Regions from separate parts of the Mus musculus genome. Here regions 1, 3, 4, 5, 6 and 7 are each linked to region 2. Evidence: chromatin contacts called from public HiCAR-type and promoter capture Hi-C data. All regions are on one chromosome and are shown on one strand. Each heading gives the region's core, a stretch centred on a gene start, on an enhancer-like site or on the middle of the called end of the contact. The rest is flanking DNA. Distances are from core to core; before and after follow the strand shown.

Region 1 (3,464 bases), core at 726-3,225, 2.7 Mb after region 2:
CCTCCCTCCCTCCCTCCCTCCCTCCCTCCCTCCCTCCCTCCCTTCCTCCCTCCCTTCCTTCTTGATTGAGACAGGGTTTTTTTTATTTTTTTTTTAAGATTTATTTATTTATTATATGTAAGTACACTGTAGCTGTCTTCAGACACTCCAGAAGAGGGCGTCAGATCTTGTTACAGATGGTTGTGAGCCACCATGTGGTTGCTGGGATTTGAACTCCGGACCTTCGGAAGAACAGTCGGGTGCTCTTACCCACTGAGCCATCTCACCAGCCTGAGACAGGGGTTTTTTGTGTATTCCCTGGCTATTCAGGAACTTGTTCTGTAGACAAGGCTAACCTTGAACTCAAGAGACCCATCTACCTCTGCTTTAATGCTGGACTCAAAGGTGTGGCCATCACACCTGCCTTATTCTTGAGCGCCTCTCTTTGTCTCAACTGTAGAGGGCAGGGCCAACACCTGGGATTTAGTAACTACTTTGTCATTTGCTTGGATGTTTTAATATTTCAGTACCTATAGATCAAGTGGACCTTTTGGAGTTTTGCTGTTACCCGCTTTATCTGCAGAGAACTTTGTGACAAGGAAAAGTTATGACTTCCAAACTTACAGTGACCAGCAGAGAGGTCAGATCTATCTTGTTCTTACTGGTAGGCACACAGGGCCTCTGCTTTTTCCGTTTCTTGGCTAATAAGGTGGAAGTATATGATTATTGTGACATAAGAGATAACTGTCTATATTTCTCCACATGATCCTCCTAAAATCCTTGTAATTTCGGGCCTGTGAGATGGTCTTGTTGCCATGCTTGATGATGTGAGTTCAACCCCCAAGTCCCAGATGGTGACAGGAAGAGCTGACTTCTGCAAGTTGTCCTGTGACTACTGCACTTTCACCTTACACACACACACACACACACAAGTCCCACATGGTGACAGAACTGACTTCTGCAAGTTGTGCTGCCACTACTACACTTTTACTTTAGTGTGTGTGCACATGTGCACACTTAGAATATGAGAGAAAACATTTGCTGTTTGTCTTTGGGTCTGCCTTGTTTTGCTTAACATAATTTCTAGTTCCATCCACTTTCCTCCAGATGTCATGATTTTATTTTTATTTTTTTATGGCTGAATTAAATTCCACTGTGTATATAATTCATTTTCCTTAGCCATTCATCTGTGAATGTATAGGTAAACTGGTTCCATTTCTTAGAATAGTGCAGCAATAAATGTGAATGTACAAATGTTTGTGTGGTGTGTTGACTTAGAGTCATTTGGGCATGTAATCAAGAGTGGTGTATCTGGGTCGTACGGTGCTTTGAAGAACTGATGTACAAGATGGCTCCACTCGTGGCCCACCAGGTGTGGGTAAGGATTCTTTCCCCATATCCTGGCTATCTTTTTTTTCCTTAAGTTTTCTTTTTGAAAACGATTTATTTTATCTTTATGTGATGTGTGTGGGTCTGTGCATGTGTGTGCTGGGGCCCTGGAGGTCAGAAGAGGGTGTCAGATATCCTTGGAAATAGAGTTACTGGCTCTCTGATGTGAGTGCTGGAGCAGGAATAAGCAAACACTCTTAACTACTGAGCCATCTCTCCAGAATCCCTTACCCACTTTTGATACAGGGTCTCATGTGGCCTAGGCTGGTTTTGAACTAGCTATGTAGCTGAGTCTCATGCTGGGTTTTGTTGCACCTTTAAGGCAAGAAAAGTATGTTCAATCATTAGAAATCTATGCTGTGCACATTAGAATGGTCTGGTACCTGGCTTCAGAACTAGTTAAAGACACTGTAGTTTCCATCTCAGTCTACCTAGGCTTCCAGGTAAGTCTGCCAGGCTTCCTTGTCTTGGCATGGTTATTAGTAATGGTCTGTTGGCCTGATATGAGTGATGGGGGTGGATGGGAGCAACAGTCAGCACAGGGAGACCGAGTGCAGGAAAGTGAGTGGTGGTGTAGCTCCCAGAGAGCAGCATGAACAAGAGAGGCGGGCTCCGAGTGCCCTGGGATGACTTGATAGAAGGAGGGTTGTATGGGCTCAACAGCCCGGCTTTGTGTGATTCTGGCCAAAGCTTTGCTTGAGAGGTTTTGCTGCCTGTCTCATGCAGTTACTGCTAACTGGCAAGAAGTAAGGAAGGTGGTTTGTAGTGGAAAGAGGAACTTGTGAATTTAAATGTCCATGGTTTTCTTAGAAGTAAAATGGGTTGGGAAAAGTCACATGTTAGTTTTGGTTGGTTTGAAAATATCTTTCCAGAGAAGATGGTGTAAGGGACAGATGTCTTGACAGAGGTAAAGTACGGAAGATAAAGGGCAGGTGAGCTGGCGAAGCACAGTGGGAACACTCAGAGGACGCATGCAAAGCTGAGGTATTTATCTAAAGACCAAGGGTGGCTGGAAGTTTGTTATAAGAAAAAGGAAAGAGGAAGAGGCTTCAAAGCTTTTTGCTTCCAGTGATGTCAGCCAAGTGTTCAACCTCATGAATTCTGTCCCAGGAGGTTCATTGTCCTATAGCCTTAATACCAGCAACATTTTTATTTGGGCAACCATCCAAGGCATAATCATTGTGCCAAGTAAAATTTATCTATTTACCCATTAGGGGATTGTCCTAGGCTTTAATGAGAAAAATAGTGTGTGCTATTCCTCTATGTATATTGCAAGGTAGAGGCCAGAACCTGGGTCTTGGGGTCCCACTGGGATCTGTTATTCTGTGTGCAGTAATTACTTGCATTATTGCTCTTGGCAGGTGAGGCCTTTTACAGCCCAGAGGCCAGGAGGCTGCTTCTGTTACTTAAAAGCTAAGTTACCTTGTTAAACTCCTCTCTGGTGAGAGCTTTAGAATCTCTCTAGACCTCCCATGAGCTCTCTCTAGGGTACAGGTTCAGCACAGGTTAAGGCTGCCCTGCCTTTGTATAATTAGTCATAGGCATTCTAGCTCTGAGTAGTGGAATAAAAATTTTAATTGAATTCTTAGGAGTTCTTTTAAAAAGTTGAGTAGCAGCATGTCTGTGGGAGAAGCCAGGAATGGGGTTAAATGGCAAGGGGTTTGTACTTTTATTCCTTTCTGACACTCTGCCTTGGACTTAAGAGTAAGAAGAATTCTGGGATGACATGCTAATTCTTCATTGAAAAGACTGTCAGGTCTATGGTAGGTTTGTGGTTTACACTTTATTTTGAAATCTAAAGTTGACGATCAGCATTTCAAATAGGGAATGTTTTCAAATAACCTCAAGATTAAGCTTTTGTAGATAAGTTTTGTACAAGTTGATGTATTTCTTCTTTTATTGTATTATGAACCCTGCACATAAAGCAAAAATAAGCATCTGGTGTTTTTTTGTTTTTCGAGATAGGGTTTTTCTTTATAGCCCTGGCTGTCCTGGAACTCACTTTGTAGACCAGGCTGGCCTCGGACTCCGAAATCCGCCTGCCTCTGCCTCCTAAGTGCTGGGATTAAAGGCGTGCTCAGCATCTGGTGTTCTTG
Region 2 (3,814 bases), core at 38-2,537:
GTCTATATAGGTAAGCTATAAAGCATCAATGTCACAAGTCTTTGTGATAATTAAACAAACTAACATACACACAACACCAAAATGCCATACAACAGAAAAAAAATACTAAATTGTACTGTTCACTTAGCATTAAATGACTATTTTTTCCTAACCTTTCTATCACTAATTCAAATCTTTATCAACTCTTACATTCATTGCTGTCCTTACCTAATTGGATTTTCTCCCTTTAAGCTTTCTATATCCTATATATTCTTTGTACAGGAGGCAGAGGAGGTTCCTCTATATGTCTTTCTCCTGCTAACATCTAGTATGAAATTAACAGTTTTACAACAGCATCCAAATTCTTCAGCATACACGACTGTCAAAAAGGTTAAATACACTGTGTCACACTGAAAGTCTCAGTTTTAATTTCTTAATCTAACATATGAAACCAAAAAGCTATCTCATGTTCACATATCATACTGCTACACATTACTAATTGGAATTAATAATGGTCAGATATATTTATCTTGGACCTTAGAAACGTTTTCCATTGTATCATAAAATAATATGCTCGTTATGTGACTGCTGGAAAACTGTAAACTGATATATTCAGTCTCAGTTGTAACTGTAAAAATAAAAACCAATCTCTTACAAAGATACGAAATATAAAGTATGGGTATTCCTTCTCGGAGGAAAATGTTTTCTGAGTTAACAACCTTCTTAGCTGGATTTCCACTTAGCTTTTGTATTTAAAAAACTTCTAAGATTTTAGATGTTACAATTTCACCAACTTCACCTTGGTATCTTAAAATGTTGGACGTGGGGGCGGGAGATAAGCACGGGTTTTATTCTTTAACCCCTTTGTCAATGAAAATATTGTGTACGCACACTGTACCAAAAAGCTTCCTGATTTCAAAACTGGCATTGGTTGCCTCCTCCCTCAAACTCGTAAATATCCTAAGAGAAACTTGCAATTGATGTTAATCTGTGAACTCTAGGTTGAAACTTCTCAAACTCCTTGCCTGGGCTACTCAATAGCATCGCTGCTTAACGAATAGAGACCAACCGTCCCCAAAACACTCAGCAGCATGAGGGAGGACTTGGATCTGTTCACGTCTCTTCCCGATAGGGATCGGTCAACACTAACAGTACGTGTAACAGCATTTCTGCAAATCTGCACCAAATTTTGCAGTGAAGAGTCCTCGTTATATTTACCCAGGGTCGGCCCGCAGCGAAACCCAAACCTCCCCAAATTCACTCACCAGCAAAACCCGCGGACAACTAAAGTCTGGACCTAGGCGCCTGTGACGTCATGCACGCGCGCGGGCGCGAGCAGCTTAGTTCACGCATGCGTACTCCGCTAGAATTGCAGTGTGGCTGGCCGGGAACTCCCGGGTAAACAAGAAGAGGAAGAAGAGGGCGGAGCCACAGCAAGCTGTGTCTCAGCCACCAAGGCTGCTTGCCCCTCCGCTCCTTGGCTCACGCGGATTTCCGGTTGCCCAAAGGAGACAATCCCCAGCCTGCAGGGCGAGCCGGACCAGTTTAGGATCAGCCATTAAAGGCTAGCCACACAATCCAAAATAAGAGTCTTAAATCCTGTAGCAAGTGAGAACTCTATTCTAAACCAGGCTGGTTCCAGATTCCATTCTGTCGACTGGAAGCCCCTGACGCTAAAGCTTTTATTCTAAGTTAAACATTCAAATACGACTTTTCCAAGGCTATAAATACATGATGGTGATGATGTTATTTGTTTTATAGCACTTTGGTGACATCTGGGGTATTTTCAGGTAAACTGAAGAACCTTGCCATTATTTTCTAAAGCTTTCTTCTCTTTCCCCACTCCCCGTGTTCATAAAATATAAGTGAACCAGGAATAACAACTAAAGTGGAATTCAAGGACTGCCCATTAGAGGAGTATAATAAGGCCCAGATCCATACTGTTAGTCACTTCACACAGTTGTGAAATACTATTTATCCGCTAAGTTTAGCCACTGTATGGATTTTGGATCCTGTGCACTTTGGTTGAGAGCAGGGAACCGGAAGATTCTTCTAACTCCAGCTGAGGTCCTGGAGGCAGCAACTTTGGCAATAAGCAAGCAGGGAATCAGAGAAATTAACAAGAACCATCAACCAAACTGGTGACATACTGGTCAAGAGAACCGTTATTGCTGGTGATAGCTTCATTATAATAACGGGTTAACATTCTTCGGGAGTGGGAGGAACAAACATAAGCATACTTTGAAGCTTATTTCAAGTGGCTTGTGAACAAAGTCCCCCTTTCCCAGGAAGAACAACCCTTTTTCTGAGTGAAATGCACAATTGTTGTTTTACGAATTCCCGGTCTGTTAAATAAGCTGCTGTACTTGTGTTTTTCACAAAGCGTTGCTTTCGCTTCAGAATTAATCCCCCATCTGATCTGTGTCTGACTTCAGACAAAGCCTATACCCAGTTGGTGCCACATTCACTTCCACCACAGTCAAATCCCGTCTATCCTCCTAGTGCATGGTCATGTTCTCCTCATTACTTTCTCTCAGTATTTAAACACATTCTTCTACATTTGAAGTTTACTAGGAGCAGGGATAACGGTTCTATTTTACAGCCAAGACTGTATATAATGGCTGCTAGCTTTAGGAGCTAAATATTCATTGGATGAACAATACTCCAGGGAAAAACATGTTTCTTTTCTTACCTTTAACATCAGCCTTTCCATCCTTCCCAAACCCCCAGCTGATTACATGGAAATGTTCCTTAACTAAAACAGGAATACTCTGTGTTGCTAAGCCAAAAGGAGATACTTAGTCTCAAGAAGTTTTTTACTAAGTCCAAAAGCACTGTGGTTTTATTGTCAAAATTTGTAAACTCATCTTATTAGCCAAGGATTTTCCCAAGTTGTGTGAGTTTTCGTTCTTTATTTAAATTATTTTTTACAATAAAAAATACAATTACATCATTTAGCTTCTTTTTTTTTCAATCCAACTACACCCACTTATGGCCACTCCTCACTCTTCAATTTCATGTTTTTTTTTTCCTTAAGTACATACATTCCTTAAGTACATACATACATACATACACACACACACACACACACACACACACACACACACACAGAGCATATACCTTAAAAAGATGTTCCTCATCAAGAAATGTTTAAGATGAGATTCCCACTGATCAATAATGAACAACAGATTTGGGATGGGGATTTTATCAGATGATACATGAAGCAGTCACTGAGTCACTGTAGTTGTTATGGGTAAAGATTCCATGAGATTCCTCCTTTCCACATTAGTCTCTGTACTGACAATGTAATTAATCCTGTCTTGTTTAGACAGCCATATTGTTGATGTATCACAGGGGTAGCTTCCAAGTCATTTCTAGGAGACACAAATCTCACAGCTGACTTCCTGGTCCGAAGGCCTTTATAATCATGCCACTCTCTCCTCAGATGTTATCTAAGACTTCCATATGGGGGTTGTGCTATAGATGCATCCACTGGGGTTGCATAGCCCAGGATCAGTTATTTTCTAAATTTTGGCCATAAGTGGATTAAAAGTAATATTTTTGCTTTATCCCTTACCAACTCAATTATTTAACTTTTTTTCCTCTTCCTCTCTTTATCACATACATATACACATACTACAAGATCTAATGAAGATGTGTGCCACAAGTATACATATATGATTAGTTAGTTACTTGTTATAGTGGTTATTCTCAATGTTTCAAGGATATAAATACTTTCTACAAACTAGATATTTTTAATCCTGATTTGTTTCATGATCTCCCTTTTTATAGCAGAGTTTGGGATGCATCTGACTCCAGAGCCTGTATTGTATTT
Region 3 (3,384 bases), core at 364-2,863, 2.3 Mb after region 2:
GAGCCCCGTCTCTTACTGCTGAACTACCAGCTACTGGTGGACTCTGGCAGAGGAGAAGCCACTCAGGATGGAGACAAATAAAAGAAGATAAATGGGAGCTATAGCTCATCGGATCTAGGAAGCAGTCTCTATTTCATACAGGTTTAAATTTGTAACAAAACCTTATTGTGATCGTTGTGGGATTCAGAAATGAGACTTCCAGTGGCGGGCTGTTTGGACTTGTTGTCTGTCAGCTAGCTACGTGTTGGTGCCAAATAAAGTACATAAATGATCAAGAACTCAATAATAAAGCCCAAATAAGCTATTTGAATCTGCCCAAGGTTAATAATCAAGTGACTCATGATTACTGTTTGGCTGAGGGACCTAAATGAACCCACAGCCACGACAGCATAAGGCACTCCAATCCTCCCTGACAGATGTGCGGTAATGTAGGAAAATAGAGGAAAATTAACAACCCGCAGTTAAATCATGTAGGTCAGACTGGGGTGTCCTGGGGGTGTGGGAAGACAAGATCAAGCTGGTTCAGGGAGGATGAGGAGAGAAGAAACAACCTGTGGGTGACAAGGTTGTAGGACACAGCTTCTGCTTCCAGAATAGTTCAAAAGAGCCTTAACTGAAACATGAATTTCTAGATGTAAAGTGCAACCAAAAACGATCAAATCATGAATCTCCTTTTTATATTTGGAAACAGAAAAAGAGTGCCCGTTAAAGGAAGAGTCAGGTTCAGGCTATCTACTGCCGTATAACAAACTCCCTCCAAACTAATGGCTCTAACAGTTTTTGTGTCTCACAGTTTCTGTTGATTAGGAATCCTTGATAGCTGATGGCTGGCAGTCTCTGCTAGTTCCTTGCTCCATGAGCCTCCCAATAAAGCAGCTCACAACACATCAGGGTTCATCATATTAGTAAGCAGGAAAGAGAGCAATGCATGTCAGAAAGATGACAGCCACAGCACTTTGTAACCTGATATCAGAATTGACATCACATCATATTTGTCATATTCTGTTCATTAAAAGTGACACGCTAGTTCTAGCCCACACTCAAAGGAAACTCAGAGATTATATAGGATGGAGATGCAAGAAAACAGGGACTATGGGGACCAGTACCAGAAGTCTGCTGCCTCAGGTAGACCTGCGATCGGTGAGTGGAAACATTCCTATTGTTGCCGAAAAAAGCTAGCTCTTTGTCAACAAAAAATGCTTTGTACATGGTACAGTCACTTTCCATGAAACAGCTGCTGACAGGGTTTCAGAGTTGGATACCAAGCGACTGCAACCCACTCACCGAGGGCAAGGTCTTTAAGCTTTCTTCACAGCTGTGTCTTGTTGCCTAAAATTAGAAGAGGATAAAGACTCCCTTTTCTCAGAAGACAAAAATGGAATTTCCAGAAAACCAAGACAAGTTCTGGGTGTAGTTGGTTTTTGTTCTGTTCTGTTTTGTTTTGTTTTTTATATGGTTTTTGTTTTTGTTATTGCTGTGTGTTGTTATTTTATATGTTTATTTGGGAAGGAAAGTGGACATGGTGGCAAGCAGGCAGGCTATAGGAAACCCTGGGGGCTGCAGGGAACACACTGGGACTGAAAGCAGGTTGGAGTGTACCGTGCAGTCGCTATGGAAACAGTGAGAGCACAGGGCAGTCAAGAACTACACAGCACAGAAGCTAGAGGGCAGATCTGCATCCAGATAACAGGTTATGAAAACTGAGAACTTGGGAGGGAAACAGAGAAGTGATCTTTCTCCCAAGGATGTATAAGTGGGAGAGTAATCTGAGACTCCCCCTCCAATTTTGTACCCATTCATCTCTCTCTCACCTCAGCTTTTCTACCTCTGCCCCCCAACTTCCTCCTCCCATCTTCCTTTCTTTCCACTTTCTTTGTTCATTTCTTTCCGCCCTCTCTCCTTCAGTGACCTTTATAAAGAACAGAGGGACGTTTTTATGTGTTTGACTTTCAGAATAGAATGTATCTTATTCTCTGTTCCTAAGAGAATAACCTGCATAGTTGGCTGGCTACTTGTTAGGAAACTTTGTTTAATTTCACTTTGTTATTTCTAGTGTGCTGATTACCAATTGCTTTCCCTTCCATCCAAAGCAAAAGTTTGTAACCTTGCTGAGGACTCTCATGTGAGCTGAGGTCTGGCTGTCAGGATGTAAGAATGCTCTTATTAGTACATCTCTCCAGTTATGAAAGGGTTTGTTGTTTTTGTTTTTGTTTTTTTTTTCCAAAATCAGCCCCAATCAGAAAATAGAATGACTTATCCAATCTGAATTAAATTTAAAATTAGGTGATGTAATGAGGGAAGATCTCTTACACTATGAAGCTAGTACAAAGAGACTCTTTTCTGTTGCAAACATTATGGCAAATGACAATCAAGAGCTTTATAGTCATCATGGAGCAAAAAATCTATTCAACTTTCTAATCTCAGACTGAGAGAAGGGAGCCTAGATTTTTTTTCATTTATTATTTTATTTATTTACATCCTAAATGTTGTTCCCCTTCCCAGTCCCCCCTGGTGGAGTTCTTCCCCCAATCCCCTCTTCCCTTCACCTCTGAGAGGGTGCTCACCTGGGCATGCCCCTCCCTGGGGCATCACATCTCTACAGGAATTGGCACATACTCTCTCACTGAGGCCACACAAGGCAGTCCTCTGCTACATATATGCCCAAGACCTTGTACCAGCCCATGTATGTTCTTTGATTGGTGGCTCAGACTCTGGGAACTCCCAGGCAATCAGATTAGGTGACATTGTTGGTCTTCCTATGGGGTTGCCATCCCCTTCAGTTCCTTCAATCCTTCCCTTAACTCTTCCATGGGGATCCCCAACATCAGTCCAGTGTTTGGCTGTGGGTATCTGCATCTGTCTCAGTCAACTGCTCATAGAGCCTCTCAGAGGACAGCCATGCTAGGGAGCCTAGATTTTTAAAGGCCTAAAACTAAACCTTTCACCTTAATTCTAAGACTGTTTTAGCAACATGTGCAGGGCCTCCAGCTGCTACACTTTGAGGTGTAATCCTGTAGCTTGTCACTGTCGAAGTTTAATGAGAACAGTGTGATACCTGAGTGTCACTGGCTCATCCCTGCCCAGCTGCAACAAAGGAGGGACTTCACCAATGCTACCACCAGGTAAGACCAGAGCATCATCAAATCAGAACCATTTCTTGAAAACCCAGTGTCCCATAAATGGTATATATTTATATACTTCCTTGAGCTCAAGCCTATCTCAGGTAGGAATCTTATAAATTGCATAATAAACAGACAATACTATGCTCTCCTCAGAGACTACAATGTAGCTATCCAGCAGATTATGCAGACAGCCATCTTACCATCTGGCAAGACCAGCTTCCTCTAAAGAATTGTTTTGAGACAAACACACCCTCTCACATAC
Region 4 (3,623 bases), core at 496-2,995, 2.5 Mb after region 2:
CAATACAATAAATTCTATCCGAAACATTTAAGATGTTTTTTAAATTCAAAAAGTCCACTTGTCCCTACAGGTTCAATCAACCTTCTTGACCCAAATTAAACTTTTGGCTTTGTTTGTTTGTTTGTTTGTGGGAGTGGTAAACTTTATACTATGGATTAAAACACTTCAAGGGAAAGTTATTTTAACAATAAGAAATTTTCAAGAAGCTGAATGGTAGTAATCACCTATCTCATCTTTACCTTCTTCTTCCATTTTAAACATTCAGAGCATGGAGTGAACCAATAACGAAGCTGCCTTGAAAAAGAAGGGAAAGGAGCTGCCCGACCTTGTGGAAATGATTGACGGTGACACTTGTGGCACTTTCTCTGGGGGCTCAAGCAATGGAGATCTCCAGTTTGTACAGGCTTTTGGCATTACGCGAGTAGTTTTACGCAGGAGAAACCGAGTTACTTAGGAAAGACTTCTTAGAGACAACGCAGAAAGCCGAGTAGCTCTGGTGAAGGAGAGCAAAGACACTGGGGAGAAAAAAACGGACTTACCTGGTTCGCAGCATCCGTGATGATGGTGGTCCGTTTGACAGTATTTGTCCCTCAAAGGCATTTTTAACGGGTGCGACCTATTTTCCTTTCACTGTGAGAAGCTCTTCATTGCGGCTTGGCTGTGGACAGAGAAGCACAAACCCATCACTATCCCTGAACTTCTATGGAGGCTGTGGCTGCAATTTCCACAGACCATCCCACCATGCGCTCTCTGCCCTCACCCCGGGCCCGCACCTTCCGCTCGGAAAAGAAACCGCCGCTCGCCCGGCCTCCGGCCCCACGTCCCCGCACAGGTTCACCGCCCTACCCGGAAACGCAGCGTCCGGCGCGCAGGGCAGCGCAGCGCACGGCGAAGGCCTGGCGGGCTGCGCAGGCGGCTGCGGCCTCGCCGTGCTGGGCGGACGAGCGAGCGAGCGAGCGGGCGGGCGCGCGGAGAGCCGGGCGCGGGACGCGGGACGCGACGGGGCCCCTGCGCGGCTGAGGAGCGGCTCGCGCGCCCTCCGGCCACGCACGTGCGTCGGGGGGTCTCCCCGGCGCAGGTCGGGTCCGGTCCGCGCCGCCAAGTGCGCCCAACTTACTCAACTCCCGGAGCGGCCGGCCGGCCAGCGGGCGGGCGGGCCGCGGCACCAGCCGGGCGCACGACGCGGCCGAGGGCCCCACCTGGCGCAGCCCCGGCGCAGCGCGTGAAGCCGAGCGGGCTTCGGCCCCGGCGCGCTCCCAAAGAGTCCCCGGCGGCGCCGACGCGGAAGCGCCACAGCTCACCACGTCCTCGGGCCGCGGCTGCGGTGGCGGCTGTGGCGGTGGCGGCGGCTCACGGCAGCCCTCCGCGCTCCGGGCCGGCGAGCTGGCGGCGCGCGGGCGCAGGCAGTTGACAGGACGAACCGCCGGGCGCAGCAGCCGAAGGAGCTGGAACCGGAGCAGGCAGGACTGAGGCGCCCCTCGCCAGGGCAACGGCCGCGCCGAGCCCGGCTCCCCTCAGCGCCGCGCCGCTCCACCTGCAACGGTCCCCCGGGCTTTGGAGAGGGGCGGGGAGCCGCGCGGGTCCCCCACCTGGGGCCTTGCGGGTAGCAGATGCTTCGGGAAACTTTATGGAAGTCAGTCCCGTTCTCTCGTGGCCGCCCCTTCCCCGGACAGCCCGAGCGACCGCCGTGCAGAGAGGGTAGGAAGGGGGAAGCAGAGAAGTCTCCGGCTGCGACAGGGAGCGACTGACTGACCCCGGACGGAGATGGGGCGAGGGCAGGAAGTGACAAGCTCACGGAGTGGGTGGGGGGAGTGTGGCCGGCACGCCCGGCAGCGCGGCGCGCATGCGCTGGGCGGGCAGCCCCGGTGGGGAGGCGACGCGCGGGGCCGGCCTCGGGCGGAGGAGGGTAGACTGCGGGGTTGGCGGGCGCCGAGGGCGGCCGGGTAGCTGGCGGGCCTCGCCGGCGCGCGCCCGTGCGTCCTCCCGCCGGCGGCTGCGGAGCGACGGCCGGAGGCTGCGTGCGCCCGGAGGTGTGAGAACCAGAACCGCGGGCGCGTCTTCCCCTCCCCGGGCACGCGCCGCTCGCTCGGGCACCAAACTGTTGCTCGCGCTGCTGCGCTTCGGCGGATCCGACCCAGGCAGAGTTGGGGAAGCGGAGGAGAAAAGGAGGGACTGGGAGCCCGAAGTGGACTGGATCGGGAGAGCTGTCAGGTGCTGGCTCGCCAGCTGTTGTCCAAGTGTACCTCCTGGAACTTGGGACAGGAGAGTCTAAGTCGGGCTCTGGGAAAGAACGCGATTGGCAACGTTCTGAGGGTGCAAACCTGGAAGTGAAGTTGGGTCACATGGCTAACACGCACTTTCCCTCTTGGGCACCAGCATCCTGCTTGGAAAATCCCCGAAGATCAGATCGAAGATGGCCATCTTCTGTCAAATCTACAAACCTTGAGCTGCTTTTCATATCCAGTAGCTGCTGCCGCCACCTTCTTCCCAACTCTGAGATGGAATTCTTGCCCTTGCTAACTTCACTCGAATAGGTGTCAGCTATTGGTCAGGGTTTTGTGAGAGCTCCCATTTGACCTTTTTTATCTTCTCAGGATGAATGAAAACCACAATTAACTAACTTCCAGTTTTCAAGTTCCAGTTTTGGAGCTTCTGAAAAAAGAAAAGTTTAGGAAGGAAGGCACTATGTGTTTGTATTTTGGGTTTTTTGTTTTTTGTTGTTTTGAGATGGTCTTGCTGTGTAGCTCAGGCTTGCCTGGAACTAGCTGAGTAGCCCAGGATGACCCTGAAATCAGGATTCTCCTCCTGCCACTATGCACTTTCTTTTTCAAAGCTGGGGTTACAGGCTGACACCACACTAGGCTCTGTGTTTGTGAAGAGAAAAATCACCAAAATCAATTTTCAAAATTCCAAAGGAAGTTTGTAAGCAAATGCAGTTGTTACTATAGGACTGTTGAATGGAATACTTGCATACGTCTTGTACGGTTGGAGCAGAATAGAATAAATGTTCTGCAGCTACATAGGATATTATATTATGATCTCATTTTCTGTTCCATTGTCAAGAATCACTACCCACATGAAGCAAATGCAGATTATAGGTCAATATGCTATAAATGGCCACTTCTATGTGGTGGTATTATGCAGCCAATAGAAATCATATTTGGGGGTTGGAAAGATGACATTGTCAGTTAAGTCTGGTCAAGAAAACCTGAGTGTGATCCCAGAACACATGGTACAAAAACGTTGGAGGTGAACGTTCACCTGCAATTCCAGTGCTAGGGAGACCAAGAGAGAAGAATCCCTGAGGCTTGCCAGCCAGCTGGCACAACCAAACGGATTAGGTCCAGGCTCAGTGAGAGCCCCTGTCTCAAAAAGTAAATTGAGCAATTGAAGAAGACATACAACATGGACCTTTAACCTATCCAACCAACAAAACTATCATGTGTAATATTAACTATGTGGAATATGCTTAAACCAAAAAGATATATTTTTGAAATGTGAGAGATGCTGTACTTGGAATTATATGTGCTTTTGTCTGAATGAAGCATATGTGATTTTAATAAAAAGAGTTTTTATTAATCTATAATTTATCTTTAAGTGTTCTGTAAATAAAATTAAAATTC
Region 5 (3,799 bases), core at 819-3,318, 2.7 Mb before region 2:
AGATTGTCAACTCATCTTCCCTACCCCTGCATACAGAGAAAGAGGTGGGGGGAGAAAAGAGGGAGAGGAAGGGGGAGAGAGAGAATAAATAAATCTTTGAACATAATATCTTTTAAAAGAAAAGGAAAGGTCCCTCTAGCCATATTATCCTGATTCCATTAAGCTCAGGAGAGAGTGGGCAGTGTAGCTACACGTGCACTGGGTGTTTTAGAACATAAATCAGCCCTTTAAATCCAGCCAAAGTACACTAAACAGGAAAGGGAAGCACTAAGAGTCTCACCTGAGTCTGCAGCAGTGGATCATTAACCACACTAACCAGAAGCCAAAGTTTCCAACAGGAGACAGATGAGAGGAGTTTGGCCCCCGACCTGGTCCTAGCACCTGACTTTACTCATTTTGTGCATCATCTACACAATCCGACTAACTCTCCAGGCTGTTCGAGCCTTCATCCCACTAGTGAGCTGAGCCAGTCTCACATGCTGTAGACAATAAATGTGAAACGTTTCCCATCCTGCTGTTTCCCTTAATGTAAGAATAACCACACCCCTAGTAGAAGACACTACCTATCCTTTGCCGCCCTATGATAAATTATGCTTCTCAGGGAGAAAGAAACAAAAAAATTACAAAGCCTGTCTTGAATGCCACTCTTTGGACACGGTGAACATGTAAAATTCATTACCGTTTTAACTCTTTTATTTCAACAAGTTTAAGACGTGTCTTCACATTTTAGCATCCCTGAAGTAAGAATGCATCTTAAATTGAAGACAGCTTACATTCAAGAAATGCAGGAATTGTGATAAGACGTGTGGTTTTTCTAGAAGATTGGGGAAATACCGCCCATAAATAATAAACTCCCTTGTCTTCCTAAGTCACTTTGCAGAGTGACAACCAGATTGCACAGCCAGCAAGTTCTGAGCCCTAGGTCCACTCACCTTCATGGGAGGGAGGAGTGGATAGCAAAATACAGGAATTCATGACCACATACACACACACACACACACCCCACACACACACACACACACACACCAGGCCATCTGTGTTTTGAATAAAGAACTGGAAGGACTGTATAAATCATTGGTCATTCAGTGTGTTGTACCGAGCCTCACCACAGCTACACCTTGTCCAGATTCTCACAATTCATGACCCATAATATCCAAGAAATGACAGTCTCTACAGATTTAGGAACTATTTCATTTATTCATTCATTCTTTCTGTCTCTCTGTGTGTCTCTGTCTCTCTCTGTCTCTGTCTCTCTCTCTCTGTCCCTCCCTCTCCACCCCCCCCACCCCATTCAACCATGCAGAGTTGGTTACAAAGTGTGTCCACAGAGCTCTCTCCTTGAGCACAGCCGCCCAGAGTATCGAGAGTTTTGGACACAACTTGTTTAACTTTTTCATGCCCATCTCAAACGGATTGCAGACAGACCCAGCCAACCAGGTCTCTCTCAGTCACAGTTACTAGCCCTAAACCTGCAGCTAGGACAGGGAAAGTTTGGTATCAGAATTCCACCCAGCCAGGGGGACTAGGAGGAGATCAGAAAGAATCTTGCTCTCTTCATCAACCACTACAGGCAAAGAAGCTTTCAGTCCAAGAATAAATAAGTTATTCACTCTGCAACTTTAATTTTAACACTGACCCGTATTGTCTTCCTCAGCAACAGACCACAACCACCAGAGCCCACCTGCCAAAAAGTGCATGCCCCTCCCCCTTTCTATTCAGAAGCCGTAGAGCTGAGCCTGAAGCCCTTCCTCCCCCCCAGCAAAGCTGGGCAGCGATGCCTAAAGCTTGTGTCACCTCCCTAGTTCTGTCACAGTGAGCTTCGAGGTCGCCCCGCGGCTTTGGGGCGGGAGGCCGATTTCTCGACTAACAGCTGGAGTCCCGCGGCTGAGCTGGGAGCTCCAAGTGCATCCTGCAGGCAGAGGTCGCGCCTGCATCCGAGTCGCCCTCCCGGCCCCCTTCTCACCTTGTAGGTTATGGATCAGTCCCCAGCCACCCAGAGCTCTTGAATCTGGACCCTACAGACTGATTTCCCTGCAAAAAAAATTGACTAGGGGGGCGGGGGCCCAGAAGGAGGAGGAGGTGTTTGCTCAACTTTTAAGTACGTCACAAGTCTTCCTTCCTGCAGCCAATCAACGGTAGCTTTGAAGGAACAACCTTCTCTCCTACCAATCAGCGGTGCTGCCAGGTACTAGGTCATGCCCTGCCCCTGCTCTACCCTGAAGTTCATCTGCCTGAAAGATCTCTGACCCTAGAGCTTACTTAGCTCATGGCATCGGGTTCTCCCTAAATGGCTATTGATCAGGTTTGTAACTCCCTGTGGCAGTAAGCCCACGAGGGTAGGAAAAAAACAGCAAAAAAAGAAATGTCTGGACAGTATCTACTAAGGAAATTTGCATATCTCCTGGAAAAACGTTGCAATTGCTTGTGTCTTGTTTGTTTTGCGAAGCACACTTTACAGAGCCTTTTCACAGCTTAGGAAGCTCAGCCCAATGGAAGTTTTCTCGTGTTTTAAGAATCCTAATAGCGGAGGACCTGGAGAGCACGGGGTACAGTACACTCCATTCAAGGAACAGAAGTTTAGGGATGACAAATGTATTACAATTTCCAGTATTGCTGAAATGCGAGTTTCGTAAAGACTAGCCTCAGTGACGGCGGAGCCTTGGGGTCATAGCCAGAAGGGTTTGACCCTCCTGTTTCACAAGTTCCTCCTCCATTTAGACTTGTTAGAAGGCAAGTTTCTGAAAATAAGCCCAAAGTGCTGGATAGTTTGTGTCAATTTGATACAGGCTAGAGTCATCAGAGAGGAGGGAGCCTCAGCAAGAAAAATGTCTCCATAAGATCGGGCTATAGGCAAAATTGGCGATTCATGGGAGAAGACCTATTGTGATTGATGTTATCCTGGAGGTCCTGGGTTCTGTAAGAAAGTAGGCTGAGCAAGCCACTGGAAGCTAGCCAGTAAGCAACACCCCTCCATGGCCTCTGCAACAGCTCCTGCCTCCAGGTTCCGATTGAGTTCCTGTCTTCATTACTTTTGATGATAAGCTGTTATATGGAAGTAAACTAAACCCTTTTCTCCTAGTTGTTTTTTTGGTCATGGTGTTTCATCACAGTGATAGACTCCCTAACTAAGACAAACTGACTAGACAAGCTGGTACCAGAATAGTGGGGTATTGCTGTGAGAGACCAGGCAGGCAGACACATGCACATGTAGGTGAAACACACATAAAATAAAATAAATCTTTTTTAAAAGAAAGAAAAGCTATTGAGTGTTGAGGTCTCAAAGGGCTGTTTGGTAGGAGTTTGGAAGATAAGAACACTGAGGACAGTGCAGACAATGGAGGTCTGGCTTGTCAAGTTTCAGAGAGAAATTTAAAAATTCTACCAGGGCCATTTGTTATTTTGAATTAAGATGCTCTGGTTCTTGTTAGCTGGGGCTGACTAAACAACAAGATACCAGAACTATTACAGTGAAAACTTTACTTTGCTGGAATATTTAATGCTGGTCAGTTGGGGCGGAAAAGTTAGCAGTGATTAAGAAGGGGCCAGCATCCCTGAGGTGATGTCTTCTGTCAAGTGTTTCCTTGGAGTCAGCATATAGATGTGTTCTGGACATGGCCAAGGTTGTACCTTGTGCTGGTTTTGAAGGTGTTCGTGAAAAGAAGCTGAGGTTTGGCACTGTATGGCCGAGTTGGGCCCTCTGATGAGAGCCCAGGTGAGCTTAGTGGTGAAAGTGCAGCCCAGATGCAGCAATATATCCCAGCATTTTGGAGATGTCAGCACTATAAGTTGACCACCAAGA
Region 6 (3,364 bases), core at 577-3,076, 2.5 Mb after region 2:
AAGCACAAGAAACATATATCGATGCAGAGACATACACGGTCACACACACAAAAATCCATAATACCAGAAACTACAAAGCCAGAAACAATAGTGCATAAGCAAAAGACTCATAAGATTAAAAAAAATGCCCAAAGCATTATGAGATAAATCCACCAAAAAATACTACCAAGAAGTTTCTTTAGTGTTGGCAATCTAGCTGGGTGTGGGTCTTCCCCTTAAGAGTGGTTTGTATATAACTCTTCTAGAGAAAACTAAATTTTCATTTACAAGCAGTTATCAAATGGAGATTGCTTCTGGGTTAAGAATGGGAGCTTGTGTCAGTTTCCTTCACACACTGGGACCCCATCTGTTGCAGACCTGCACAGGCCCTGTACATAATGTCACAGTCTCCATCAGTCTTGCTTTGTCTAGAAGGCCTTGTTTCCTTGGAAACTCTCTCCATCCCATTGACTCTTACTCTTTCCAAGGAGACGATTTCTTAATTAAAGATTCCTTCTCAAGGAGCTGGAGGGGATTGCAACTTCATAGGAAGAACAACAAAATCAACCAACCAGACCACCCAAGAGCGCCCAAGTTCTTAACCACCAACCAAGAGTACACATGGAGGGACCCATGGCTCCAGCTGCATATGTAGCAGAGGATGGCCTTATCTGGCATCAGTGGGCTGGAAGGTTCTTGGTCCTGTGAAGGCTGGATGTCCCAGTGTAGGGGAATGCTATGGCAGTGAGGCAGGAGTGGGTGGGTGGGTTAGCACCCTCATGGAAGCAGGGGGAGGGAGGATGGGATGGGGGGTTGCAGAGGGGAAACCAGGAAGAAGGATAACATTTGAAATGTAAATAAATAAAATAACCAATATAAAAAAAAGAAGAGTCCTTCCCAAATGAGGTTTCATCACATTGACATGAAACTAACACAAATACTTTTTAAAAAAACTTTTTCTTTTCATTCTCCTTTGAAAAAGTGTCATTTCCATAAAAATATCCTTTGGGAGCTTGATCTACTCCACCGAGTGTTCCAAATCCTTTGAGAGGCTAAGAGGAGGTGACTGTGACCAAAGTATGTTGTAAGCATCCAGGAAAACAACATAATAAAGCATTGTCTAATTAATATATGTGAATTATTAAACATAAATTACTAACAGGAAAAATGTTAATGGAGTTTATCTCTGGGCAAAAGAATCTGAGTCAAATTTCATATTTTATTGTTACATTTTAGGGAAAAAATTAAGGTGAGGTTAAATAAGTCTATATTTGTATTAAATTCAGGAAAAAGTCATTATCCATGATCGATAGCAAGATGCAGTCACAGGTAAAGAGATGTGCTTTATAGCATTTACATAGAAAGCATCCTTCACCAACAGAGCAGAAAGCAGCTATTTTTCCCCATTACCTTTCTCTTTTGCCTTCTAATAGGTGACAGATGGACTGACTGTGTTAAGTGGGAAATGGATGGGCGCTGTTTCAGAGAAGGAGTCCAAACAGATTCCTTTTAATGGTAACAGAGTTCCTCTAACTGTTGGAATATTTCCCACTCCGAATGAAGAAGGCTCGGGTGTGCTCAGAGAAGCTCTTTCTGTAACACACAGAGCCACCGCGCTTAGCCCTAACGGCCCTCAGTTCCATGGACTGCTCTTCTCTTTGGTTGATTGGCAGTTACGTTGTAATAAAAAAAGGATTCATACTTTAGCTGTTCTTGGTTCAGGTTTTTATTTTCCTCACTTCAACTCTTTAAAATGTGTTTCCTCTAACATCAAACTACCGTTTCTATTTTTTAAAGGTTCCTCATTTAGATTTCTTTTACGTACTTCCTGTGCATTTAATGAGTCTCCATCCTTTATAGTTCTGAGCCTGTCATCTCTGAGAAGAATGAGCATGGCCTTTTATGGGACTGACTTATACCAATCTAGCGAGCTAGATGAAAGCTCGCCATTCTATTTCTCCACAATTTCCTACCCAGAAAATGACTCTGTATGTGATTTTGTTAGACTAACATTTGAAATCCCGAATATAGACATTTTTCTCCCTTATGCTCATTTCTGTCGTTTCCCAAATACTGAGCTATTGTCTCCCCACTATGATTTAGTGAAGTGCGGTGCAGAAGGAGTCAAAAGCCCTTGACAAGCCCCGAGTTCTGCTACTTACTGATTCCATGAATCACTTAACTTCTTTGAACTCCGATTTCCTCAGCTGTAAAATGGGAGTAATATTAACTACGGTCACCGAGGTTACAAAAATACCAGTGTTGCAGAAAAGGCTAAGTGATCTACTTCTCCTTCCGTGGTTTTCGCCCTCAATCAGGGTAGTGCTCGGTAACCAATGGAAACGGGAAAGGGAGCGATTCAAAGTAAATAGTCAGCCTTCCAAACAGAGCGCAAAACTCGCCCTTGTCCCGTTCTTACTGCCACACCCACACCCCATGTTTCTGTCTCTCTGCCTTTTTTTCAGTTTGCAGCCTTTATTTGGGTGCTTTGCCTGGGATGTTTTCAGCTAGGCCTGGGAAGAGTTCCATACTCAGAGTGTCTTGCTGAGATTGAAGTAATGGCAAAAATCCAAGCGGGTAAGGGATTGGGGAAAGCATGGGGCTGGAGAGCTAGCTCAGTGAGTTGAGATTCTTAGAGCCAAGCTCCCCTGTTGAGCTCAACACCTGGAACCTGAATGATAGAAGAGAGAGAGAAGCAACTCCTCCTACAAGTTGTCCTCTGACCTTATAAGGGCTTGCCCATGCCCCAATACACATACATACATACATACATACATACATACATACATACATACATACACACACATATATTATACACAATTAATTAATTAATTAATCTTTTTTTAAAAAAAGAAGTACAGACTGGCAGCACTACCGACTGACTGATCTATCTAGGCTCCAGATGTCACAGGCATGTGACAGGAACTCTGAGACAAAGCTAGAACAGATCGATAGCCTCATGGGTATGGCCACACGGAAGGTGAGGAACAAATGGGCTGTATGGAACACATGAATGGCAGGGCCCAGGATCGACTCTGAGGACGTTGACTAGTCGAAGAATGCACATTTAGAACACTCTGAGTCTTGGAGTAAGTGAAGAAACAGAACAAAAGCAATACTTCTAAGCCACTAGCACAGGACTTTGAAATGAGTTTGACAATAACAGGTGAGTTAGTGGTTAAGTACAAGGCCTGGAGGGATGTAATTTTGTGGCTATTCTCCCTTATGTCATTGTGCAGACTAGAGATCTACCTGGGACTGGAGAGCCGGCTCAGAGGGAAAGACTGCAGCTGCTCCTGCAGTGGACCAGGCTTTGGTTCTCAGAGTGCTCACAACCAGTTGTAACACTCATTTCAAGTGATCTGACTCCCTCTTCTGGTGTCCA
Region 7 (3,788 bases), core at 499-2,998, 2.4 Mb after region 2:
AGGCATATTTGAGCAATAAAACTGATCGATTAAGATGGGTTGCTTTGTAAGGAACTAGTCATAAAAGTAGCAAAGATGACCCCCAAATTGTTGCTGAATGGTGACACCCTTTACTGCAACTGATAATTAAGAGGTGGGGAGAATGATGGTACAGAAGAGAGAAAGAAGAGAACCTGAAGTTTTTCAAAAAGCAAGAGGGAGTGAGACTCAGGGCACTGAGAGAAGAAGGGGCTCCCTTCACAGTCACAAAATAGATCAGTTCCACGCACTGTAGTAGGGAGCTGAGGAGCTCTGTCTATAACTCTTAGTTCTCAGGGAAATATCAAAACAAACGGCACATTCTGGGGAGATTCATGCAAAGAAACAGTAGGTCTAAAAGTGAAGGACTGAGACGACCATAGGAAAAAACACCAATTTAGGATTTGCAATAATGTCTTGGAAATTGAACAGGTTGGTTGGTTTCATGATTTCTTCTTAAACGAAATCCGTTGTTACAGTCTGGCTAGAGCAAGACAGAAGTTACCTATACCCAGGGTTGGATATTTTTTTGCTAGAAAAATAATTTCGAAGAAACTGAGGTTTGAGAGTGCTGAGAGAATTTGCATTTCGAGGCATGATTACGATAATAGACTGTAGAATCTGGGCTAGTCAAGGAAATAGAGCCAAGACATGGCCTACTCAACAGTAGAAAAATGAGGTCAGCAAACAACTCAGGATAGGAAGGTGGTGGTCAGAGACTGGAATGTCTGATGTGTCAGTTCAGATCCTAGCAGCAGACACCAAGACAAAGGTCACTGTGCAGCAGTTGTGTTGAGGGGACACCTGAGAAAGACAAAAGAAAGCAAGAGGAGAGCAGAGATCTTGAAGAAGCCATAACGCAGGTCTGACATACCTAGGAAAGGCTAGAGGGGATACAGACTGAAGCCGGGAGTTCTAAGGAAGCTGTGGCCAGGAGTTGAAGGGTCCCCAATAGCTCACTGAGGGACCATGAATGTCACATGATTGGGCCATCACGACTTTAACTGTGACCAGTCACTGGGAATAGCCCAAGAGAAGTAAGACATCCATGTATAGCCTGGGACAGAGGGCCTGGGAAAAAAAGAGGGGCTAAGCCAACAAGCCTTCCCGGAGCAGCTATGGAAAGGCACGGTCCTGTGGTCACCGGCGACAATATTCTAGAGAGGATCCCGTTTCTAAGGATGGTGAGTTTAGGATGACGAGTCCTTGGAAACAAGGACTAATTCCACAGGGAGCAATGGCTATTGGCGATAAAGTTACAGGAAGGGGAAAGCCTGACGCTTGAGTTCAATTATAGATGTGCATGATACAACTCTGGGTTGTATCATGAATTTGGACCATTAGAATCTTCTGGCAGATGGGAGTGGGAGGTGGAGCTTGATGAGAGCTTAATGAAGAAAACGATGCTGGCTTTGAAGAACTAATAATGGAAAGAATCTGAAAGGGAACAGAGAGTAGTTACAAGAAATAGGGAAACGGAATCATGTGCGGTGAGGTTTTTAAAGAAGCCGGGGATTTTGCAGGCGGGCTGAAGAAACGCATCGCACGGAGCAAGGAGTGGCCCGGCGTCCCGCGTGGCAGAGCAGGCTGCGGCAGCAGCGGGGGGCGAGCTGAGGCGCTCCGACCAGCGACGACGACGCCGAGGCGGCCGTGGATGCAGACGACCTGGGCGCCCGAGGTACGGCGGTGCGCGCGGCCGCGGGAGCGCGCGGCGGCGTCACGGGGCGGCTGACCTGCCGAGGGCGCGCGCCGCGTGCTGGCGCTCCCTGGCGGCGCCGCGGAGCTTGGCGCGGCAGCTGGAGGCGGCCTGGCGCGTGGTGACGGCGCCCGCGGGCGGACGCAGGATGGCGGCGCTGCGGGGCGACGGCTTCGCCAGGCTTCGGCCCGCACGGGCGCAGCGAACCCCAGGGAAGAAAGACAAAGACACGCCGGTTAGCAACGGGCGGGAACCGCGCAGCCCGGGGCCGAGGCGCCGCGTCCCCACCCCGCACCCTTCAGGTAAAGCTGCGCCCAGGAGCCCGGCACCCCGCGGCACTCCACAACAGGCAGGGTTGCAGGCATCAAACCCCAGGTAGCTGATAACCCCTGACCCAGAAAGTCTTTTAAAAAATGTTCCCTTAAAGCATAACTACAAAATTTCAAAGAGTGTCCACTGCAACATAATAGAAAATGGGGAAAGAAGAGGAAGAAAAATTGGAAAATGTTCATCTCCAAACATAAAGTATCATAATCTTATAGCACAAACTAACTTGCTAATAAGATGTTGTGAAATACAGTCCAACAATATGAAAAAGCAGTCGAGGAAAAATTCCATTTCACCAGCATTTGCAGGGTATGAGGGTATGTATGTACTTCAGTATTCAGAGAACACAAATTTAAACGTGATGGAGAAAAACCACAACAGTGTGTTGTTACCTTTCGGTACTTCAGATAGTCTTTATTTTCATTTTATTTGTAATTTCCAAATTTACACAATAAATGTATTTTACTATTAGAATAAAAAGTTAATGACTTTTTACTTTCGTCCCACTTATGAATTTATAAAGCTAATGTTTTCTAGGGTAGCAGAGGGGTAGGCATAAAGAGCTTTTAAGGAATGGGTTCGACGACATGGCTTGTCTTTACTCTAAGCGCTGTATAAATCACAATATTTCAGAGTATTTTGTCCCGTAAACTTTTAACAGTGAATCAAAAGCACTGTCTTTTATAAAATTATACTTCATCTTATTCAACTCATTTTTACTTGAGGAAAATAAAAGTTTTCTGGTCTTTTTGCAAAGTTAATTTCAACTTATAATTAATATGGACTTGGGAGCACGGTATACTAAAAAACAGAAAAACCTCCCATGCTTTTGGAGCAGACATTTTAGTGAACGCCAGTGTTTCAGTTTCTGTAATGGTTTCTACTGAAAGCACTCAAACTGAGAAAGAATAAAGGAACTATTAGCTAAATATGGATCTTTTAGTTATAATGCATTTTATAACTAAATGAGCAAATGACTAAATGGAATAATTTTGCTAAATTATTCCAGGAATCTGCACATGGGATAATAACATAGACAAGTGCCCAGGGCTTTGTTATCAGATAGAAAATCCATTGTAATATAAGCTTCAAAAATATTTTAAACTAAAGCAACCTCAGTTGTCAGATGGATTCTATTCAGTGATAAGCAAATCTAGGGTTAGGTGTTTGTGGGAATGCGCTCGCTTTGTTGCTTAAGTTGATGGCATAATTAGTCATACTGCCCTGAAAGTTTCCTGCCTTCTGAAAGTTTTGGATAGAATCATCATACCTAGAGGTATAACTTTAGTAAAAACAAACAAACAAACAAACATATCACATGTCGGAAATAAAATTTATGAAAAGAACAAATCCCAAGAAACCAAGCATTTGTTGTTAACTTCCTTCTTGAGCAAAATGAAGGCGGCAGGAGCTTTTGTTAAAAGCATTAGCTCTTAAAAAGTCTATCCATTGGGGCTGGAGAGATGGCTCAGCTGTAAAAGTATCTATCTGATGCCATCTTCTAGTGTGTGTGTCTGAAGACAGCTACAGTGTAATACATGTATATATACACACATATATATGTATATGTATGATAAAATCTTTTTTAAAAGTCTTAACCATCACTAAGTGATTTCAAGTTAGTTATTATTTTTTACTATTTTTAAGGAGTATTTACTTATGTTTGTATTCCAGGGCATGTGAAGGCTGGATAACAACTTAGGAATATTTACTTATGTTTGTATTCCAGGGCATGTGAAGGCTGGAT

The links. Promoter capture Hi-C pulls out the DNA fragments that hold promoters and counts their contacts. HiCAR-type assays count read pairs that join an accessible place to other places.
Region 1: a promoter capture Hi-C map of pre-B cells shows a contact between it and region 2. The contact joins the enhancer-like site here to the promoter of Pot1a in region 2. A contact is called at or near these places in 6 of 39 promoter capture datasets (the 3T3-L1 cell line, the C10 cell line, the HPC-7 cell line and 3 more) and 3 of 115 datasets of contacts at active chromatin or transcription factors (astrocytes, extraembryonic endoderm stem cells and large pre-B cells).
Region 3: a contact with region 2 is called in a promoter capture Hi-C map of second pharyngeal arch cranial neural crest, with 30 times the contacts expected there. The contact joins the enhancer-like site here to the promoter of Pot1a in region 2. A contact is called at or near these places in 9 of 39 promoter capture datasets (the 3T3-L1 cell line, 3T3-L1-derived adipocytes, cranial neural crest and 6 more), 7 of 115 datasets of contacts at active chromatin or transcription factors (astrocytes, embryonic forebrain, embryonic limb bud and 4 more) and 1 of 9 other capture datasets (embryonic stem cells).
Region 4: a promoter capture Hi-C map of pre-B cells shows a contact between it and region 2, with 10 times the contacts expected there. The contact joins the promoter of Zfp800 here to the promoter of Pot1a in region 2. A contact is called at or near these places in 11 of 39 promoter capture datasets (the 3T3-L1 cell line, the C10 cell line, cranial neural crest and 6 more), 2 of 484 Hi-C or Micro-C datasets (B cells and pre-B cells) and 4 of 115 datasets of contacts at active chromatin or transcription factors (astrocytes, embryonic limb bud, large pre-B cells and 1 more).
Region 5: a contact with region 2 is called in a HiCAR-type map of astrocytes, with 2.9 times the contacts expected there. The contact joins the promoter of Aass here to the promoter of Pot1a in region 2. A contact is called at or near these places in 2 of 39 promoter capture datasets (both in liver) and 1 of 115 datasets of contacts at active chromatin or transcription factors (astrocytes).
Region 6: a contact with region 2 is called in a promoter capture Hi-C map of hippocampal neurons, with 22 times the contacts expected there. The contact joins the enhancer-like site here to the promoter of Pot1a in region 2. A contact is called at or near these places in 5 of 39 promoter capture datasets (the 3T3-L1 cell line, cranial neural crest, hippocampal neurons and 1 more) and 2 of 115 datasets of contacts at active chromatin or transcription factors (astrocytes and embryonic limb bud).
Region 7: a contact with region 2 is called in a HiCAR-type map of astrocytes, with 9 times the contacts expected there. The contact joins the promoter of 6530409C15Rik here to the promoter of Pot1a in region 2. A contact is called at or near these places in 9 of 39 promoter capture datasets (3T3-L1-derived adipocytes, HPC-7-derived erythroid cells, cranial neural crest and 6 more), 1 of 484 Hi-C or Micro-C datasets (pre-B cells) and 4 of 115 datasets of contacts at active chromatin or transcription factors (astrocytes, forebrain, large pre-B cells and 1 more).

What each region holds. Positions count from the first base shown.
Region 1 is chr6:28,488,721-28,492,184 of GRCm38.p6, forward strand. All of the region lies in intron 1 of Snd1 (staphylococcal nuclease and tudor domain containing 1), which reads left to right. Among named protein-coding and RNA genes, the nearest start is that of Snd1, 10 kb to the left of the region's middle. Within about 2 kb of position 1,976, at least 39 of the 459 cell types and tissues checked have an H3K27ac peak or open chromatin away from gene starts, as enhancers often do. A contact at or near this core is called in the HPC-7 cell line and pre-B cells, where this site is marked.
Region 2 is chr6:25,807,931-25,811,744 of GRCm38.p6, forward strand. It overlaps Pot1a (protection of telomeres 1A), which reads right to left and starts at 1,288. Exons shown (of 18, transcript NM_133931.5): 1 at 1,245-1,288.
Region 3 is chr6:28,140,893-28,144,276 of GRCm38.p6, forward strand. No RefSeq gene overlaps it. Among named protein-coding and RNA genes, the nearest start is that of Grm8, 16 kb to the left of the region's middle. Within about 2 kb of position 1,614, at least 8 of the 459 cell types and tissues checked have an H3K27ac peak or open chromatin away from gene starts, as enhancers often do. A contact at or near this core is called in second pharyngeal arch cranial neural crest, where this site is marked.
Region 4 is chr6:28,260,179-28,263,801 of GRCm38.p6, forward strand. It overlaps Zfp800 (zinc finger protein 800), which reads right to left and starts at 1,746. Exons shown (of 6, transcript NM_001081678.2): 1 at 1,302-1,746; 2 at 540-658. The coding sequence starts at 600.
Region 5 is chr6:23,130,918-23,134,716 of GRCm38.p6, forward strand. It overlaps Aass (aminoadipate-semialdehyde synthase), which reads right to left and starts at 2,069. Exons shown (of 24, transcript NM_013930.4): 1 at 1,964-2,069.
Region 6 is chr6:28,317,540-28,320,903 of GRCm38.p6, forward strand. It overlaps a transcript of Zfp800 not described here. Among named protein-coding and RNA genes, the nearest start is that of Zfp800, 57 kb to the left of the region's middle. Within about 2 kb of position 1,827, at least 63 of the 459 cell types and tissues checked have an H3K27ac peak or open chromatin away from gene starts, as enhancers often do. A contact at or near this core is called in hippocampal neurons, where this site is marked.
Region 7 is chr6:28,213,751-28,217,538 of GRCm38.p6, forward strand. It overlaps 6530409C15Rik (RIKEN cDNA 6530409C15 gene), which reads left to right and starts at 1,749. Exons shown (of 4, transcript NR_165173.1): 1 at 1,749-2,016; 2 at 3,771-3,788. It also overlaps a transcript of Zfp800 not described here.